3 separate regions of the Sus scrofa genome follow, and all the other regions are linked to region 1. A link is a contact called in public HiChIP or PLAC-seq data. All regions are on one chromosome and are shown on one strand. The core of a region is the stretch at or near the end of the contact, and the rest is flanking DNA. Distances in the headings are between cores, read along the strand shown. Region 1 overlaps LOC110255481 (a long non-coding RNA gene). Region 2 overlaps LOC110255481 (a long non-coding RNA gene). Region 3 overlaps LOC110255481 (a long non-coding RNA gene).

Region 1 (5,003 bases), core at 1,002-3,501:
AGTTTGCTTCATAAAATGATGCTTCCTTTCACAATTTCTCTGTGGCATCCAATGTTTGATAGCATTTTCCTCACAGTAGAACTTCTTTCAAAGTTGGAGTCAGTTCTCTCAAACACTGTTGCTGTTGTTTATCAGCTGTTTATGAAAATATTCTAAATGTTCTGTGTTGTCATTTCAACAATAGATTAAGTTTGTCATCTTCTTTATTTTTTTATTTTTTGTCTTTTTAGGGCTGCACCCACAGCATATGTAAATTCCCAGGCTAGAGATTGAAACAGAGCTGCAGCTGCTGGCCTACACCACAGCAAGAGCAACTCAGGATCCAAGCCACATCTGCGAACTATACCACAGCTCACAGCAATGCCAGATCCTTAACCCACTGAGTGAGGCCAGAGATCAAACCCACATCCTCATGAATACCAGTCAGGATGGTTAATCACCAAGTCATGACAGGAACTCCCAAGTTTGCCATCTTTTAAGAGCATGCTCCAAGCCACCATAAAACAGTAACAACCGTAGTATCACAGATCACTGACCACAGATCACCATAACAAGTAAAATTATAGTGAAAATGCTTGAAATATCACAAACATTACCAAATGTGACACAGAGACACAAAGTGTGAAAATGCTCTTGGGAAAATGGCATCAATGAACTTATCACAGAATTGCCACAAACATTTAATTTGTAAATATTACAATATCTGTAATGCACAATAAATCGAAGCACCATAAAATGAGGTTGACCTGTATCACAGATCTCTCTAATAAAATATCCTCAGTTTTATCTGTAGAATCAAAACCAGCTTTATCTTAACTAGACTTTGTGATTCTCTTTGCCAACAAAACAGTGTGACAAGCACCCTCAAGATGAACAGATATCCAAAAAGAAATTAAACAGCTTTAAAAGACTTCAGATAGCTTATCTCAGTCCTCAGGCTCCGTGATATCTCATAGCATTCAGTGTTGTCAGCCACATCTCCTCCTTCATAACATTTTTATCTCCTAAGTCTTCTGGACACATCCACTTGAATACAGCATCAGTTAAAACCCATAATTTCAGTAGCCAACTTTTCCTCCCCCAGAAGTTGGTTCTTCCACCCTACCTTCTTGACTTTCAGTGTGTGTGAGTGTATTCACCCAGCAGGTTGCCTACTGTGAAAAATCTGTCCCTGGGAGAAGTTGGGCATCATGAAAGAGAGGTTTCAGCAAGGAGTGACCCACAGCACCTTCCCGCCGCCAAGGGATCAAGCGGTCTCAAATCTTCTCCATCCTCTCCCTTCAGCTTAATCCAAAACTGGCCCAGAGAATTACATTTCTAGCGCCCAGTCTCCTTTCTTGGTGATTTGTTACTGTCCTGAAGACTTAAGTTTCTTGAAGCCAAGAATAATTAAACTTGGTAATTCCAATTATAGTGAGGAAAAATCTCCAATGTAATTAACCCAGAGTTTTAATAATGCTATACATAATTATTCTAATAATGTTATCCACAGTCATAAGCAAATTAGAGTTTCAAAACACCATTTTTACCTCATTCTATATTATACATAGCTATAGATGATATTATAATATGTACACCTACTTATATGCAATTACTCATTAATCAAAGATTTATTGAGCAACCTTTATGCTCAAGTTGCTTAGAAAAAAGTGACTACTGTGCTAAGTGCTTTACCTCAATATTTTTATTTAGTCCCTCACAATAATACTGTAGGCAGGTACTATTACAGATGAGCAAAGACAGGCTCTAGAGGTGCTGAGTGCCTTATCAAAGCCCATAAGAGGGCAAAGGGTTCAAACCCAAGTGTTTCAAACCTGGAATGCAAGCTGTGAACTAGCACCGTTTCTTGTATCCAAAATGCTACAGGAGCAAAGAGACAAGGAGAACACTGTGGGTGGGGGAGGAAGCAGGGTTCTTCTTAACCCACAGCCAGGAGTAGGTTTACACAGAAAAGGGAAGCTGACTGAGTCCCGAGAGCCTCAGGAATAAGAGGAAGGAGGGAGCAGGCAGCAGGGACCCTGCAAAGTCAGAGCCAGGCCCTAGGCATGACTCTATGTCTCAGCTCAAGCAGCTCAATCGGGGCAGTGGGCATGTGAGGACACCCATGCCACCCTCCACAGCTCTGTTAGGTTCGTCAATGGCTTAGACATTCTTTATCTGGGTCGTCATTTCCATTTCTCACTACACTATGAGTCAGTGCTTCCCAACACGGCTCTTTTGAAAAGGCAGTGCACGTCACACCCATCTTACACTGGTCAGCAGTGATGCTGAATTGAGGAACAACTAAGGACAGTTATGCAACCAAAACTTCCAGTTCTCTGGGACTGATAGCTGCGTTATGAAACTGATCTTAGAGGAAAAAAAAAAATAGGCATTATGAGAATATTCAAAAGGGCATGATGAATACCTGGTAACGTGTGTACTTTTTAAAAATTGGAGTAGAGTTGACTCACAATGTTGCGTTAATTTCAGGTGTACAGCAAAGTGAATCAGTTATACATATATCCATTCTTTTTCAGAGTCTTTTCCTGTAAAGGTTATTATAGAATATTGAGTAGAATTCCCTGTGCTACACAGTAGATCCTTGTCAGTTATCTATTTTACACATAGTAGTGTATATATGTTAATCCCAAACTCCTAATTTGTACTTCTTATAAACACTTTTTGCTAACATACTAGATCTTATAAAATGTGCCCCAAGTTCTTTGTCAATTAGTCTTTCATAGAATTTTTTTAAGGCCTACCATGCACCTGGCACTGCTCTGGGCACTAGGGATATAGCTTTGAACACAGCACACACACACACACACACACACACACACACACACACACACACACACACACACACACACACACAGTATCTGACTTCAGAAAGCTTACGTACATACAAATACACCTGGAGAGAAGCACAAGGTTTACCTTGATAAGGACCTAGTCCTCGCAACTAGTTACTCAGAGTGGTAAAGAGGGGGAAAAAAAATGCCATTTCAGTTATCAAAGAGTTTCAAAATGAGTTGGTAATTGGATGAAATTATTTTCAAGTTTTCATATTGTTTTTTTACAAAAATAATAGTTTTCTGTTTAAATGAGGTCAAGCAATATAAAAAGTCACATAGAAAGAAGGCAATAAATCAACCATATCCTGCTTCCCAGATTAGCCTATACTATCTTTACTGAACACAATCCAGACACTTCTGGTAGCTTTAGAGACAGGCAGAGAGAAAAAGAAAATGTTGTATTATTAGGATCACACTCGATGTGTAATTTTTTAAATATTTTCTTTAAAAATTATACTTGAATTAAAAGAAAAAAAAGGAGTTCCCTTCGTGGCTTAGTGGTTAATGAACCTGACTAGAATCCATGAGGATACAGGTTCGATCCCTGGCCTTGCTCAGTGGGTTAAGGATCTGGCATTGCCATGAGCTGTGGTGTGGGTCACAGACACAGCCTGGATGCCATGTTGCTGTGGCTGTGGTGTATGCTGGCAGCTGTATCTCCCTTCAATCCCTAGCCTGGAAACTTCCATATGCCACAACTGTGGCCCTAAAAAGCAAAAAATAAAAAATAAAAATAAAATAAGAAACAGAAATTGGAGAAAAACTGAATGGAATTGTTGAACTTTGAATAAACATTCTCAACAAACAGTAACACAGAGATTCACCAAAGGGAGAACTAGAAATCCCAATGCAGAGGGAGGGGTGGGGTGGGGGCAGGGGAAGGGCAGGCAAGGACACAAGTCCATTTGCAAAGTAACCTCAGTTCTCAGGACCAGCACAGGCTTGAGTTGGATTCCAATACTTTCAAATCTGGATTTTTCTGTAAAACTTGACCCAGAAACATAGGATATTGTGTGAAACATGTTTTTTTTTTTTAAAGACCTATTATAAGAGTCTAAAAAAGCATATTAAAAAACTGCTGCCCCTTGCCTTACACTTCTAACTCATCTCAATATCCAAACCAAGTGCTTTTATTGCTTTTTGTTTTTCAAGTATTTATCTCTGTGTTTCTAAAAACTGTGCTTATGATGGTATTAGATTTATCAATTTTAAGTATAATATATTCAGTTCTTATTTTGAAAGATAACTACTATCCTTACCTCCTTCCACCTCTGTTATTTTTCTTTAAATTACTGTGAGTGTATAAACTGCTGCTAAACCAAGTGGTGAATACATTAAAGAAGGTGAGTCCTTCCTTAATGTACCACTTTTATTTTTCTAGAAAGTAACATTTCTCCAATTTTTATTATTTATTTAGCTTCATTTCTATGTCACTGTAGCTATACCCTCACTTTCAAACAGCCTCTCAAAATAATCCTCCACACGGTCAAATATATCAGCTAGTCTACTGATCCCATTTTTTCCACCTGGAGATTTCCACCCTAAAGCCCTCATTTTGCTACAATGTACAGTTTTTTTGTAGACATGTTTCCTAAAGCCTCCATGATATTCTTGTGATGTAAGGAAAGGAAGAATGATACGTTAAGAATTATTACATAAATATTTTATTTTATTTTATTGTCTTTTTGCCACTTCTTGGGCCACTCCCGAGGCATATGGGAGGTTCCCAGGCTAGGGGTCCAATCGGAGCTGTAGCCACCAGCCTACACCAGAGCCACAGCAACTCGGGATCCTAGCCTCATCTGCGACCTACACCACAGCTCACGGCAATGCCGGATCCTTAACCCACTGAGCAAGGCCAGGGATCGAACCTGTATCCTCATGGATTCTAGTCAGGTTCATTAACCACTGCGCCACGACGGGAACTCCCCACATAAATATTTTAAAGACTTGCTACCTTTGTTTCTTTAGAATTAGTTGGTTTTGTTGCTGTTGTTTTGCTTTGTTTGTGGCTGAAAAAGTTCTCACTGACCTTTCTTGGCTCTTGACCATGGTATTTACCGGCACCCTAACCTTGTTTAGTTGCAATTCAGAAATAACACTTTAGCTTCAACATTTTTTAAAGGTGGCTTATTTTAGGGGTCTTTTTTTGTTTCCTTCTTACAG
Region 2 (5,003 bases), core at 902-3,401, 180 kb before region 1:
TAGAAAGATACTAGAAAAGAAATTGTTGAATTAATTTTAAAAATATATTTTAAAACTTTTCCTGGGAATTCCTTAATGAAAAGGCAGCAAGAAGATAATGAAAAAGGACCAAACAGATGTTGGTTTCCCCTGAAATTTGCCAAACTTTTACAGCATCGTTACAATAGATTTCCATTTGAGTCTCCATAGTTTCAAAGTAAGTGGGACATTTGGATCCAGAAGAGAGCAGAGATGATTAAAGGGTTGGAAACCCGGGCTTATAAGGAAGGGATCACGGAAATGATGTTGGTTGGCCAAAAGAAGGAGAAGGCTGTGCGTGGCTTAATTGCAGTCTTGGTGTGTCTAATACACCTTATAAAGGGGTTGGGGAACAGATGTTGTTGCCCAATGAAAACAGAAAGAGATGGAATGGGAGCAATTTAGCTGTGACTTGAGAAAAATCTTCTTATAGAGTTAACGCATTTTTTTTTTTTTGTAAATAGCTATTGAGGAGCTAAAACTTCGGTCTTGCAACCAATATTTATTCAATTCTTCCTCTGTCTTAGATACTGTTTTAAGTGCTAGGGATTAATTAATAAATAATAATTCACATGTAGACATAGAAATATATATACTGAGTAGGATTTTCCCTTTGTCCCAGAATTGTCCTTGCCACAGACTTGGTGACCTGTGTCTACTAGAATGTAACAGAAGAGAGACAGCTGAGTGGGGAGGGCAGAAGTGGTGTGTTCCTGTGTTCCTTCATCTGTTGTACAAGAATGCACAAGTTTACTGAGGACATCATTGAAAATGCTTAGGTGGGAGGTCTTCAGCTGATATGCTACCAAAGACTGCTCTGGGAGTAAGGGGAGCCAGCAGCAAGATCCTGTAGGATGTACCACAGAAGGTGGGAGAGCACTGGGCTGCAAAGAATGCAGATGGATAGTCCAGCTCAGGAAATTACTCAGTCGGCAGGTTTCCCTTGTAGACCTACCTTCCTACCCAAGAACTGATTCAGCAGCCACCATGTAAATGCCTGCATCCCAGAGGCACCAACATCAGTCTTGGATTAGCCAGAGAAACAGTAGCAACCAGAAACAAAAATGGACACAGAGGCCAGTGATATTATGAATAAAATGTTTAAGCATTGCTTAAGATGAAGGAGTCATCTATTATCTATCAGTCAGAAAGATATTAATGCACACATCTCTAAGCTTCTTTCTAAGAAATGTTGTTCTTAAAGTTCTTCAAGATTTAGATCATTGTTCCTCCATCTGTGTCAGCTAGAAAAACTAAATGATAATTCACATAGTTGGCTTTAAGTGTATTTGTTGCATTCTAATGATTTGAAATTTGAAAATCAAACTACGTGATTTACTATTACTCAGAGTGTCTGAGTAAACAAAATACTGTTTTCTTTCACAACAGTTCTCATACTCTGGCAAACATGCACTTGGCTGTTGGCTTGAGTGGCTAATGTTGTTCAGTACCCCTGCTAATGCCAGAGGCTTGTATTTCCCCCTCAACTACAGTTTGGCTCAGAGCTAAGTCCTCTCTGGGCATTTCCCTGAGTTGGAGGGAGCCACTAAAACTAAAATGCTCTCTCACAGGGTGCATCTGCATCCAGCAGCTGACTGGCACAGAGTGGAAGACTTGGCCCTCTTTGGAGCCTCAATTCAAGATAGTCTGAAGGGCAATCAGCTCCAGAACTCCCCATGAGATTGCCTGAGGCCTTCGTTGCCCCTGAACGTCACCCCAGTTTCTCTGGCTCTCTGCTCTACCTGGCACTCTGACCCCCAGAGCACATTCCAAAAAGCCCCTTTCATGCAACTCTCTGTCTCAGAGTCTGTGTGCTGGGGAATTTGACCTAAGACAAATGACTATATTTAGGAAGTAAGCAACAAATTAGTGATCAATATAAGAGTAATAATTGTGGCTATTAAAAATTAATATTATATAAATTCTAAAATGTAAGCTCATTTCCATCTTTTACCTCAGTTCCATTAATGTAAGAATTAATTCTTTGATCTAAGTTAGGAGGGTAGCAGAGAAATCAATTTAACAAACAAATCTTCTTAAGCTCTCTATGACCAACTCCCAACTTGGGGAAAATTAAGTCCAGTGACTATTAGACTAAATACTATCACAAACTAGCAAATACAGGAAATGCCCCACCACCCCATCTCCTTCTTCTCTCCCAGTATTTCCTCATCTGTGTCTGTTAAGCAAGTGATGATTCATCAGAACCCAGAAGTGGAAAGGCATTGCTACTAACTTTCAAAAGACATAAAAACTATTCCTTCTATTACACAACAAGATAGAAATTCTTATTTATTTTGTTTAATTTGAAAAGCCTTTCTTTAGAGTATTTTGTCTACTTTATTATACAGCCAATGGATATTACTGAAAAATGTGATTCTGTTATAGTGTTCTGGCTTGTATAACTATAAAGAAGTTTTCTGAAATGGCATCCAGGCCTGCTTTCCCTTGTAAACATCACTGGTGAGGGAGCATTCTAAAGTGTGATTTGGAGCTGGCTGGATATATTTTTAGAAAACCTAATTGAGGAAGTTTTTAGGTTGGATTCCCCCTAAAAGCAGACCCTGAGACAATGATTTCAGTCCAAATGGTTTATTTGCGGAGTGAAGCCGTGGTAGGAGAGTGGGGAAGGAAGGAAACCAGCAGAGGACATATTAATGAACAGATAAGTACTCAATAAAAATGGAGCTCAATCCTCCTACAGAGAACACACTTCAAAGTTGTCCCACCTAAGATATAAAGAGGCTGGAGTATTTATCTACCAACTCCTGACTGGTTGATTAAGGGATGCTTACAGGGTGGTTCACTACCCAGATCTTCCAGCTTTCCCTATACACATATGGACCAAGCTTGCTGCTCCTGCCAGAGAAAGCTCTTAGGCAGAGAGTTGCATGCATTTACATTAAGAAACTGTCTTACTAGAAGGGCATTGAGGGAATAAGAGTGGGATATCAACAGCACCCGCTAAAGTTATGCAATACTTTGCCTGAAAGCCTTTGAAAATAAATAGGCCTCTGACAAGACTAAAATCTATCCCTTTTGGGAGATAATAGAAGTGATTGTTAGACTTAATTGTAATTCTAATACTCTAGGCATCTAGAAAAATTAAATGCTATTGATAAATAAAAGCAAGCTGAATATATTTTTGATAAAATTTCACAAATAATTTTATCAAAAATATATTCAACATTATTTATGAAAAGTGTGCTATGAAGAAGTAATACTGTTAAATATCCATACAACCCAAAACCGTCTCTAGATTCTATGCAATCCCTGTGAAAATTCCAATGACATTTTTATAGACATTAAAAAATAATCCTAGAGTTTATTTGAAAACACAAAAGATGTTGAATCACCAAAGCAATCTTGAGAAAGAAGAACAAAGAGGGTATCATACTTCCGGATGTCAAACTATACTTCAAAGCTACAGCAATTAAAATAGTATAGTATTGGTACAAAATTAGACACACAGAACAAGAATAGAGAACCCAGAAATAAATCCGTGCATATATATTCAACTAATATTTGACAAGAGAACCAAGATTACTCGCTGGAGAAAAGAGAGTCTCCTTAATAAATGGTGCTTGGAAAATTGGGCAGTCACAAGCAAAATAATGAAATTAGATCCTTATCTTTCACTACCCACAAAAATTAAATAAAAATGGATTAAATACTTAAACATAAGATGTAAAACCATAAACTTCCTAGAAGAAAACAGGAATTCTTAACACTGATCTTGGCAATGAGTTTTTAAATAAAACATTTATAGCACAAGCAACAAAAGCAAAAATAATGTGGGACTACATCAAACTGAAAGTCTTTTGCACAGAAAAATAATCAAAAAAATGAAGAAGCAACCCATGGAGTGGGAGAAAATATTTGCAAACCACATATCTGATAAGGGGTTAATATTCAAATTATATAAAGAACTCACACAACTAAATAGCAAAAAACAAATAACCTAATTTAAAAATGGGCAAAGGAGCTGATTAGTTTTTCTTCCAAAGATTATATTTAAATGGATAACAATACATGAAGAGGTGTGCAACATCACTGATCATCAAGGAAATGCAAATCAAAACCACAATGAGATATCACTTTTTATGTGTAAAATTAGCTACTGTCAGAAAGACAAGAAACAAGAAATGCCAGTGAGGATATGGGGAAAAGGGAAGTCTGTACACTATTGGATGGAATATAAATTGGTGCAGCCACTATGAAAAACAGCATGAGGATTCCTCAAGAAATTAAAAATAGAACTGCCATTATGATCCAGAAGTGAGTATATATCTGAAGGAAATTAAATCAGTCTCAAGTACTTCTATGTTCATTGCAGCATTATTTACAATAGATAAGACATGGACACAACCTGAGTGACATCAACAGATGAATGAACAAAGAAAATATACACACACGCAACTAGAATATTATTCAGCCATAAAAAAGAAAGAAATGCTGCCATTAGTGACAGCATGGATGAAACAAGGTGTGCTAGATGTAATAAGTTAGACATGGAAAGACAAATGCTGTATCATCCCTCTGAAAAAACCAAACTCAGAGAAACAGAGAACAGACTGGTGGTTGTCAGATGCAGGGCATGGGAAGTGGGGAAATGGATGAAGGTGGTCAAATGGTACAAACTTTCTGTTATGAGTTCAATAATTATGGGGATGTAATGAATAACATGGTAATATAGTTACCAATACTGTACTGTATATTCGATAATTGCTAAGAGAGATAATTGGTAACTATAGTTACCAATACTGTACTGTATATTTGATAATTTCTCATCATGAGAAAAAAAAACTTCTAACTATGTGAAGAAATGGATGTTAACTAACATTATTGTGGTGATCACTTTTAAATATATATATATATATATCAAATCATGTAAATCATACATATGTAAGTTTGTACATCTTAAACTTATATAATGTTGTAGGTCAATTATATCTCAATAAAGTTGGAAAAAATTATCGCAAACT
Region 3 (5,003 bases), core at 1,455-3,954, 130 kb before region 1:
ATAGTTTTTTTCCCCTTACCAAGGCATTTGCCCCTGAATCACTTAGATTCATATGGTGATACCATTTATTTTCACCATTTAGGCCACATTTTAATGGCAAAGAATTGCACAATAACTGATTGTTTTGTGTGGTACACAAGAAGTACCTAAAGTACTAAGCTTTTCACAAAGGATAGCACAAAGTTTAACCATCATCCATCAAGTGTGAAGAAATCTCTCCAGTAGAGATCAAGAGAATACCTACTTTCTAATACAAACATTACTTTCCATTTAAAAAACTGCATTTTTAGGAGGTATTCACTAAAGGGAAATTGCTGGCCCTAGAGGCAAAGATGTGATAAGATAATGATTTCTACTCTGTCGTTTCAGCCAAATGGTAAATAAGTCACAAATGAAATAACTTTGGCACTATTAATTCTCAAAAGCAGATTTAGGCAGAGACTTCAATAAGCCTGAAATCAGCACTTAATTTTTCATTTTCTCTTTTCTGGAAGCCTTCAATGGAACAGTTTCAATTCTAAATTTAAGATACGTAGCCAAAAAATTGATTGAAAAAACATGGTGCATGAAAAGATGTTTAGGTAGATTTAAAAAAAAAAATCTGAATATGAACACTGCTTAGAAGGAAAATGAATTTTACACCATCCTTCTTTATCCTTTTAATAGAAAAAGACTCATTTCTTTAGACTTTGAAACAACTTGGTACCTAAAAATACACACTTTTAGTGTTCAGTAGATATTTTGAGAGGTATTGACCAAAGCTTAGAAGTTAAGAACTACATTTCAAATAGAAATAGTTTGCATAGTTTCAATATTCTCTTTTTGTTCCCCATTTCTCTCAGTGATATTGGATTTTAAAGTTATGCTGCTTTCTGTCTTTATAGTCTCAGATATAGATGATTTTTATCTTTAAATTTTGAAATTCAAAGAAATAATATTGCAAGCGATATGTGTTTTCTAATTTATACTTATTTTCTAAGATTTCAGGTAACCTCTTCCTATTTGAGTGATCAAATTATTCATCTGGTATTTCTCAAAATGAAATTAATATTTTAGGTTCAAAATAGATTCATGACATAAATATGATAAATTTTCTAGTAAATAATTCTTTCACAGCCACAAGATCTTAAGGTGCCATAAGTGAAAAAGCATTTGTCTTTCAATTCATTATTTTGCCTGTTAAACAGACTACTGACCAGAACTGAAACCAGGTAGAGAGGAATCAGATGTCCAACTGGATATGTGAGTGTTGTTAAAAGATAAGTTTTAACTACTCTAACCTAATCTGAACACTTGTGAACCAGGTTTGTTAAAGTTAGAGCAAGGTTGAACTAATTTATGTTGGACTGAACAATTTTCACCAATTTTCTCTTGGTTTTAGCCTTGTCCAATGTTTGCCTGTTAAAGGAGACATATTTGGTCTGTGAGAGTGGTGAGCAGGTATGGGAATATACAGATAATACCAAAAAAAAAAAAAATGGGGAGGAGGACTATATCCATTATTGCTTGTAAAGAGACTATGTGAAATGCAAGAGATTATCAGAATTCTGGAACCGAAAGTCAAGTCAGGAAACATGCAATGGATACTTACAGAGAAAGGACCAGATGAATCTGAAAATGGGGAATCCAAGAGGTAGAATAAAATTCAAACAGGGAGGTTGGGTTGATAAACATTGACCATCCAAAGGATATTATTCTAGGAGCAGCCAAATTGGGGGGTGGAGGTACATGTCTAGGCTTTTAAAGAACATGAAACTAAACATTATCCTTGAATGGAGGGTGGGCAAAAATGTACAGATGCTTACCTGGCAAAAAGTGGGTTAAAGTGTGCTTTTCACATGAACTCCTCTGTTCAGCACCCCTCTTGTTCCCACAGGTGCTATGTCTCTACAGCCCTGGGAGCCCAAGGGGCTGGCCTAAACCTTCTGGTTTCCTCTTAGTCTCTGTGGCAGGCTTTAGGGCTGCAGCAACATAAAAGAGTCCTTTTGGGCAGAGCAAATAATTCAGCAGGACAATAGTAAGATCAGGCAACATAAATCAGGCCCAGGTACCTATTCTTAACATCGTGGTAGGGCTGGGCTACACAAATGAGACAAAAAGAGATGAATATACCTCATCTTCTGAACCAATGGCTTCTCCCTCAATGTGGGGGTGCCAGCAACATGTTGGATACTAGAGATTGTGTGAATCTTTTTGAAGTACTGGACACAATCCAGGTTCATTGAACAAAGCAGGGAAGTTATAGGAGATATCTATAATTCCAGAGGAAAGGTCTGTTGTGCTTCAGGACATAGGAAAATGTGTAAGTATGAGTTTTGCAAACTCTTCCAAGTGTTTCCTCTGAAATAAAGATATGATCAGGAGCCCAGGGTTCTAAATAATAACTTTGAGGATGCTGTACAGCTAAATGCTTCCTGTAGGAGGTATGATGTTTTGTCTGAGATCAATAATGTTCTACAAATGGGGTACACTGGACCTCTTTGGTCAGTCACCACCATGATGGTAATAAGGTCAAGAACTTGTGTGGGAAGGGAATTAAAAATAAATTCTAACAGTACCATCCCTCAAAGTGCTTGGGACTCAGGAATATGAGTGGTTTTTCAAGCATGCCTTTCAGAAGCAGCTGAAATCCATGTTAAGCTGGTTCAGCAAAGTGAATTATGACACAGGAAGTGTGCTAATGACCCTGATGGTGCAAGTGACCTTTCCCTTCAGGCTCTTTTAAGGTGGCCCTGGAGCTCTGTCAGGCAATGTAGTCACAGAGTCCGTATGGTAGCATCACTATCACTGTTGTTTACCCAGCTCCCAAAAGGTCTACCAATACCTAGGCTTGCTTTAGAACTGAGACTTCAAAACCAGGTTAAATAGCTAGGACTATTTTGAGATAAGCTCATCCTACAATTGAAATGTTGAACTTAAATATTAACTTTAGCTAGTCCCTCAAATGCAATCCTAGGTTGGTTGTTGTTCTTGTTCTTGAACGGGTAGCTTCTCTTTAAGAGGTTTTTGTAGATGATATTGCTGAAATTTTACCTCCAGGGAAGTATTCACTAATTCAGAAATGAATGAATTGGAGACAACAGTCAATGCATAATTCTCTAAATGGCTTCACTGCTGGCCTTCTATGGAGAAAAAGTTTTTATCAAACATTCCCAGATTTCAAGATCTTTCTAAACCACAATTATTCTTAAGTGTCACTTTCAGTATAATGTTTACGACCTGTTGCCCATTTATAGGAAGTACACCCATGTGGTACCATTTATGCATGACATGTAGGTTTACTACAATAGATGTAGCCAAATGGGACTCAAGTCAAGGTGAAATTTTATTCAAGGACATTTGCTTAAATCAAATCATTTTGCTTATGACAGAATCATTGTATGTTGATCAAATAAAATGATCCCAAGCTACTCCAAGTAAAAAAAACTTGTTCATTGTTCCTATCTCAGTGATATCCATTCCATTTTAGAAAAGTTTGTTTTTACTTGTCTAGAGAACTGAAATGAAACTGCCGACTTCCAGCCTTGGCATAATTGTTTTGTTTTGTTTTGTTTTGTTTGAGACCCAAACCAGTCTGTTCCACTTCCATTATACAGGAGATAATGAGAGGAAAATCAAAATTTTTAAGAACTACCTATTTGTGAAATGAAGTAAACATTATAATTTTGTAACATGAATTGGAACTGACACAGATGTAATTTAAACCAGCTTTACAAATTGAGAGGAGCTAATAGATAAAATTAATTTCTCTTTTGAAAATGAGAGTAAGGGCTAAGTGTAAATTTTAGGGGCTTTTACTAAGTTTAAGTTTCATTTTGTTCTCTCTCTTCGCCCAAAGAAACCAGTTTTTTGCATACTGCAAATATTTGAGTATGTGTTCAAATAAAGATTGCATCAGTCATATGTTTGGGGAGCTATCGGGGTCAGCTTCGCCTGACTGGAAGTGAAGGGTGGGGTCATGATAGGAAAAATACAAGGAGTGAGCTTCATGGCCAAAACCTCAAGGCTCTGCTCTCCTGAAATCATCCAACTGGGAGCCTCAAAGCCCCAAAATCCCCACCAATACACTTCTAGTCTGGGAAGAAAAACTGACCATGAAGTCAAAGAACTGTTCACAACAGCCACAGACCAAAGGGTCCCAGTTAATCTTTTTTTTTTTTTTTTTTTTTTTTTTTTTTGTCTTTTTGTCTTTTGTCTTTTGTTGTTGTTGTTGTTGCTATTTCTTGGGCCGCTCCCCCAGCATATGGAGGTGCCCAGGCTAGGGGTTGAATCGGAGATGTAGCCACCGGCCTACGCCAGAGCCACAGCAACGCGGGATCCGAGCCGCGTCTGCAACCTACACCACAGCTCACAGCAACGCCAGATCGTTAACCCACTGAGCAAGGGCAGGGACCGAACCCGCAACCTCATGGTTCCTAGTCAGATTCGTTAACCACTGCGCCACGACGGGAACTCCCCAGTTAATCTTTGAATTCTGTCTTTACTTATGATTCTAACCATTTTTTATATTCTCTAAATTAATTCATATATTCTATTTTACAACTTTATTTGGTTTGGTCCTCCAGCTAATAGTATTTGTTTTTCAACTCTAAATTTTATTTTCTTTAATCTTTTAATTTCTAGTTTTTATTGTTTCATCTCTAACTTTTTAGGATATGTTACCAATTATGGGCTTTTATTTTTCTACTTTAAATAAAAAAAGTATATATTTTATGACACTTTATCTCACTGTTCTATTGTATTGTCTTGGATATTTTATTATATGCTTTAAAAATATAAATCTTTTTTTCTTTTAAATGTTGCCCAACATTTATAAATGACAAGCAGAAATACTGACTAACAGGGGCATCTGGGTCTAGGGCCTAAGTAGGGAATGTTAAAAGATATTTTTTTCCTTTTATGGGTTTTACAACATCTCTTCCAGATCTTGAAAATGATTCCTAAATTCCCTCCCTAGATCAATCTTTTGATTATAAAATTGGTCTGAAAGGAGAGTCTGACTG

The links. HiChIP or PLAC-seq counts read pairs in DNA pulled down with a chosen protein or histone mark.
Region 2: an H3K27ac HiChIP or PLAC-seq map of alveolar macrophages shows a contact between it and region 1. The contact joins two enhancer-like sites. A contact is called at or near these places in 1 of 47 Hi-C or Micro-C datasets (embryonic fibroblasts) and 1 of 2 datasets of contacts at active chromatin or transcription factors (alveolar macrophages).
Region 3: a contact with region 1 is called in an H3K27ac HiChIP or PLAC-seq map of alveolar macrophages. The contact joins two enhancer-like sites. A contact is called at or near these places in 1 of 47 Hi-C or Micro-C datasets (embryonic fibroblasts) and 1 of 2 datasets of contacts at active chromatin or transcription factors (alveolar macrophages).

What each region holds. Positions count from the first base shown.
Region 1 is chr9:86,836,635-86,841,637 of Sscrofa11.1, forward strand. The region is part of intron 1 of LOC110255481 (a long non-coding RNA gene); the gene reads right to left. Among named protein-coding and RNA genes, the nearest start is that of SNX13, 250 kb to the right of the region's middle. Within about 2 kb of position 2,252, at least 18 of the 83 cell types and tissues checked have an H3K27ac peak or open chromatin away from gene starts, as enhancers often do. A contact at or near this core is called in alveolar macrophages and embryonic fibroblasts, where this site is marked.
Region 2 is chr9:86,655,735-86,660,737 of Sscrofa11.1, forward strand. The region is part of intron 4 of LOC110255481 (a long non-coding RNA gene); the gene reads right to left. Among named protein-coding and RNA genes, the nearest start is that of AHR, 150 kb to the left of the region's middle. Within about 2 kb of position 2,152, at least 13 of the 83 cell types and tissues checked have an H3K27ac peak or open chromatin away from gene starts, as enhancers often do. A contact at or near this core is called in alveolar macrophages and embryonic fibroblasts, where this site is marked.
Region 3 is chr9:86,705,152-86,710,154 of Sscrofa11.1, forward strand. The region is part of intron 2 of LOC110255481 (a long non-coding RNA gene); the gene reads right to left. Among named protein-coding and RNA genes, the nearest start is that of AHR, 200 kb to the left of the region's middle. Within about 2 kb of position 2,705, at least 7 of the 83 cell types and tissues checked have an H3K27ac peak or open chromatin away from gene starts, as enhancers often do. A contact at or near this core is called in alveolar macrophages, where this site is marked.